2 separate regions of the Gossypium arboreum genome follow, and region 1 is linked to region 2. Evidence: chromatin contacts called from public Hi-C data. All regions are on one chromosome and are shown on one strand. The core of a region is the stretch at or near the end of the contact, and the rest is flanking DNA. Distances in the headings are between cores, read along the strand shown. Region 1 holds the start of LOC108487474 (histidine-containing phosphotransfer protein 1-like). Region 2 holds the start of LOC108453864.

Region 1 (2,917 bases), core at 32-2,531, 280 kb after region 2:
TCGCTTGAAACTTTCTAACTAACTTTTAACTTGATTTGGTATGTTTGAGTCTATCTTTTTTTGATATTTTTATTATCTTTTCTTTGTTTTTGTAAGTGATATTTGGGGCTTGCTAAAGCAATAAACTTTCGTTTTTTTTTTATATATATTTTTGTTTGCTTTGGATGTGGTAATATTTGTTTGTTGGTTCAAGGGAAGGTTTATGAATGGTTTAGTTGTGGATTTTCTTGGTTTACGGTTTTGACTGAAGGGGAAATATGGTGAGTACATTAATGATGTGAGGCTGTTGAGCTGGTTGGTTTAAATGTGAGGGCATGGGGTTAACAGTGGCTTTGCTAGGGTTTGGGCTTGAGTTATTGTTGATATTGTTTGGACTATTAGGTTAGAGAGTAATGGTATGAAGATTGAGTGACCAAAGTGTAAATTTGTAAAGTTATGAATTGTTGAAAAATAAACTTATAATTTTTTGAAATTAAATGACTAAATTATAAACTTACTTATAATTAAGTGACTAAATTATAAATTTACCAGTCTCACATTTGACATTCGTTACCAACTTAACTACCAATAATATACTCACAAATTTATAATTTTTTTAGAAAATGATTAGAATGTAGCTTTATTAGTAATTATTGTTTTTAATTTTCAAGCATATATAATTGGTATATATATTTTCATGATAAATTAAATCTTTATAGGGACACTTTTGATAAAGATAATCTTTATAGAGACACTCAAAATCTACATCTCGGAAAAATAGTTTAGAAAAGTCAAATTTATTATGGATAACATAACTGTCAATAATTTAATTGTGGAAATTCCTAACGTTTCTCATCAACAAATTTATGGGGTCATTATGATATTTTATTATGATAAAATTAAAATGGAAATGTAATCCAGTTATTTATAGCAATAATTTGATGCTACAATAAGTTAATAAATAATAAACATTTAAAATTAAGATATGACAAGTCAGCATGCTATGTCTTTTAAAATATATAAATAATTTCTATACACAGTATACTAATATTTAATTTTTGATAAAGAAATATAAAAAAACAAATAATAATTTCTATACTAATTTAAATTAAAACGCAGTCATTGATAGTAATTTTATAAAATAAAAATTTGTCCTTTTCCTTTTTATGAATAAATAATTTATAATTGAAATATAAAAATTATATTGTAATGATAAATAAAACTTATTTTTAATAAAAGTATATATTGTGATGTGTTGGCAACATAAAAAGGAAATTAACCATAAAATTTCCATTCGTGTTTAAATAATTTAGAAGAGAGAGAGAGAGAGAGAGCAAAATAAAGGAGGGAGTATGATTTTGTAATAGAAAACTGAAAACAGTAATAGCTCAAAAGAAAATAGAGCCAAAGGGTATAACATTAAATTCACATCAAATCCTTTTCAAAGGTTTGCAAAAAAGCATTTATACCCTTTTCTTGGGCCTTTTTTTGTTCTTTATTTTTGTGCTATTATTGCATTTCATTTCATCCCTAAACATCTAAATTTAAGCCACAAGCTTTGAGGTTTTGACCTTTTGTTGGGTCATTAGCTTTGATTAGTGGGAAAAGTTCTTTGTATGTGCAGAGAGAACAAAGGCTAAAGAGAATGGAAGTGGGTCAGATGCAGAGAAGATTGGTGGACTACACAAAATCCTTGTTTATGGAGGTAAAATCCCATTAAAAAAATCAACTTCAAATGTACAAATCTATTAACAAAAATCTCGTTTTTCTTTTGTCCTTGTTTTCTTCTTCTTGTTTTGGTATGTTTGGTTTTTCCTTACTTTTGTACCTTTTTATTTTTTTTGTTGGGACAAGGGTTTCTTGGATGCTCAGTTTTTGCAGCTTCAACAGCTTCAAGATGAGAGCAACCCAGATTTTGTTGTTGAAGTTGTGTCTCTTTTCTTTGATGATTCAGAGAAACTTCTTAATGATCTCACCATGGCTTTGTAAGAAACTCACCTTTTCCTTTTGTTTTCTGCCATGGATGTTTTTTTTTTCTTCATTAAACATGTCTTTTTTCTTATACAGAGATCAGCCAAGTGTAGATTTCAAAAAAGTTGATGCTCATGTTCATCAATTGAAGGGTAGCAGTTCCAGGTTCAAAGCCTTAGAACAATATGATCCCATAGTTTCATTACAAAAGTTGACTAAACTTGTTAGATCTAACCATTCTAGAAAAACAAGGCTAAAAAACATGAAAAATGAACAAAATCTTGAAATGTTCAAGTTGTTTGATTAAACAATCAATTGTTCTTTGTGTGTGTGTGTCAACAGCATTGGTGCACAGAGAGTTAAAAATGCTTGCATTGCTTTTCGTAGCTTCTGCGAGGAGCAGAACATCGATGCGTGAGTCTCTTTACTTCACTCTAGTTTTTCGTTTTATCATATATTATAGATTTCGATACGATGTTCTTGAAAACATTGCAGGACACTGAGATGTCTTCAACAAGTGAAACAAGAGTATTACCTTGTGAAGAACAAGCTTGAAACTATGCTCAGGGTTAGTGCACTAGTTTTTTGCTTAAAGGAAATAGTTGTACTTAAGTTATAAAACCACTTTTTCTTATGCTTTTCTTTTCCCGGTTAACGCAGTTAGAGCAGCAAATCGTGGCGGCTGGTGGGTCGATTCCGATGATTGAACTGGGTTTTTGAGGACCATAAACATGAAGGGGGGAAAGAATGATTTTGGGGGTGGTTTATACAATAGGAACATATGGTGTTTAAGGTTTCTCTTTTTTATTTAATCTTACCAGTGAGTTTGTGATTGTTTGATGTTCATGAAAGAAGAGATTTCATACTAGTTTCACTCCAAATAACTTCTAAAAGAACCTTTCTGTTGATAAATTTCCTCTTCAATTAATACTGTTTCTTCCATGAATGTGAACTATTGTTCCAGTTG
Region 2 (2,809 bases), core at 26-2,525:
GTGAGGCTCATATTCACGTGTTTATTGTATGTACCTAGCTAATTAAACTTGGTTCTTTTACTTGCAACAAATGGTCATTAGCGCCTTTTAAGTGCAGATCACTTCTTCCTATTATCCATTATACGAAAGCCAAAGTTAAACTAGGGGTTTCCTCTCCATGGTGTTTCTTGACTGTTGTCTAGATTTTGTTGCTTATGTCCAACTTGTGGTCCTTGTGGAATCAAAAGGAGGATGTTGAACATGTTTCACTTGTCTTTGAAGTGGATACTAGCCTTTCTCTTAAGTTATTTAGGCAACCTGTTTGTTAGCCTGTTGGTCTTATTAACTATGTTTTGTTCCCACAATTCTTTTTTCTTGAAGTAGTCATGTTTGACACCCGTATTTGATGCAACATAGGGATACTGGTGTGGGACATGACCTTCTAAGGATCCATTAAATATGTTAAAAATTTAGGAAAAAATGAATATACCATTCCTGTTCTGAGTAACATAGCTTTTTAATATGCGACCTTGCGCAGTTTGGGCAGGTTTTTCAGAGAGAATCCGTGATGGAAACAAGTTTGTTGTGGCTGAGAAACCTTTAAAACAGTTGAGCCGAAAATACTGCACAGAAACAGATGATCGTATCATTGAGGAGCGAAAATCAAGAAGGGAAAGTGCTTCCAATGGATTCTTTGAGGATGGAAAAAATGGTGTATCTTCTTCCAACCTTTTGGATTCATTGTTCCCTGATGAGTGATTGAAGGATTTAAATATAGATTTGATCCTGCAAACCATACAACGTTCACCACTAAAGATTAAAGGTAATTTGGTTCAATGGTCCAACCTATTGAAAATTGTTGTTAACATGTGGCAAACAGATTCTACCTAACCATGGACCAAAATGAAGTTTGATTATTGAAGGAAGTTCCTCTGTGAATCCATGGAAAAGTTTGCAAAGGGACCCCTTTTCAGAGTGGCAATAATTGAATTTTGTGTTAATTGCTTTGATTAAAGCATCTTCTGTAATTGTAATGGTATTTTCACATTATTGTTTTGTACTTTACAATAATTGTTTCTTTTTTTCTTGGGATATTTTTGTTTACATACGAAGTCAACAAGATGCAATATAAAAGTTGCCTTATGACCCCAAAACCAAGGATTAAAAACTCATGGGGTGGTTCATTTTCAGTGGATAGCTAACAAATTAAGACCAGACATGGCTATGTGTAACACGTGCATTTTCTGCCCTAGTTTGATCGCGTTTTCATTTGTGATTGGCAAGTCTCTTTTGCATTTAAATTAAGCTTAATGTCTGATATGAGTATGTGTGTTTGATACAAGCATACCCAATATTTTCTTTTGATTTTACAGTGCATATTAATCTGAATATGTTTGATCCGAATATGTATTAGACCTGTTGGTACAAATTTCAACAAAAGAAGAGTTAGGGAGGAGAATGTACTAGTGTTATAGATCTTTTATTTGATATTTATAGGATTTACTTGTTTGGTAGCGGTGATGTGTCTGTTATTTATGGGTGATACTTCTTGTTTGGTAGTAGTGATATTTTTTTGAGGAAGTATGAGATTGTTATGCTTGGATAGTGGCCCTAGTGGTTTTTCAGGAGAGTGTTTACACTGAAAAATGGATCGTTAGATGAGAGGGTAACTTGATGAAAGGGGATGTTGGGATGTTCAAGGGGATGTTGGGATGTTCTCTCTCACAATGAGTGGTCTTCATAGCGCAGATAGTTTTGGGAGGCTGAACGGTCGAGGGCAGTTCAGCTGGCGGGAGGTGAAAAATTGTCTTCAGGTATTCATTTAGTACCTTTTGAAAGTGACACGTGTTCAGTCTAAATGGCAGTATAACAACACCAATCAAAAACAAAGACAAAGACAAGAACCTTGGTTTGATATCATTGGTAGCAGTTAGTTTAGGTTGGCGTGTTGTTGAAGGAGATCAACAATCTTAGCGCGAATTTTCAACTCCCGCCACACTACTTGAGGGGGCAGTTGAGGGTCTTTTGTCCTTTTAGCTACTTTTTTTTTCAAGTCTTTGCAATTTGCACCCACATTTCCACTTCTCTCCAATGCAGACCAGGAAGATTCAACAGTTCTTTTGCAGTAATCAAGGGTCTTCCATGTTGAAGGTTTTGAGAAGAAAACTATGGAATCTTTGCTCAAGAATTCAGTGGCTGATGCGCAAGCGACCGAGGCCGAAGGTTATCATCCGGAGATTGGGGAGGTTGAACTCCAAAGTTCATAGAAAAGGCGACATTGGAACGAAAGGTTCTGACATTGATTTGTTTGGCAACTTGGGATTTTGTAATCCCCAAAGGCCGATAAGAATTGCAACGTTTAATGTTGCTATGTTCTCTCTTGCACCTGCCATTTCGGAAGCTGAGGAAGCCGGTTTATTTAGCTACAGAGACGATGATTTTCTTGGATTCAAAGCACCGTTTGAGTTCGACGTTCATAACAAGTCTCCGAATTGTTATCCCAAGAGTATACTCAAGCAATCTCCCTTGCATGATTCCCACAACCAAAACAAGCTCTCGAGATCAAACCTCAAGGTTTCAATCAACCTTCCTGATAATGAGATATCTTTGGCACAGAGTAAAATTCTCAGCTTCATCGAAGACGTAAACGAGGGCTCATCAGACACGATCACCGGCCGAATCAATCGGAGGAATGTCATTATGAGATCCCCAGTTTGTTTGCCTTCAAATATGATCAAATTCTGGAACGAAGGTGGCTCGAAAAATGGAAGAAGCATTGCAGAAGTGCTTAGAGAGCTCAATGCTGATATCATAGCTTTACAAGATGTGA

The links. Hi-C and Micro-C count contacts between places; a contact is called where the count stands out from the background.
Region 1: a contact with region 2 is called in a Hi-C map of leaf, with 4 times the contacts expected there. The contact joins the promoter of LOC108487474 here to the promoter of LOC108453864 in region 2. A contact is called at or near these places in 2 of 5 Hi-C or Micro-C datasets (both in leaf).

The regions. Positions count from the first base shown.
Region 1 is chr10:100,567,630-100,570,546 of ASM2569848v2, forward strand. It overlaps LOC108487474 (histidine-containing phosphotransfer protein 1-like), which reads left to right and starts at 1,282. Exons shown (of 6, transcript XM_017791828.2): 1 at 1,282-1,684; 2 at 1,834-1,964; 3 at 2,047-2,115; 4 at 2,293-2,364; 5 at 2,446-2,518; 6 at 2,611-2,896. The coding sequence starts at 1,625. The coding sequence ends at 2,670.
Region 2 is chr10:100,283,451-100,286,259 of ASM2569848v2, forward strand. It overlaps LOC108453864, which reads left to right and starts at 1,276. Exons shown (of 3, transcript XM_017752238.2): 1 at 1,276-2,809. The coding sequence starts at 2,071. It overlaps LOC108453990, which reads left to right. Exons shown (of 4, transcript XM_053020664.1): 4 at 518-1,133. The coding sequence ends at 738.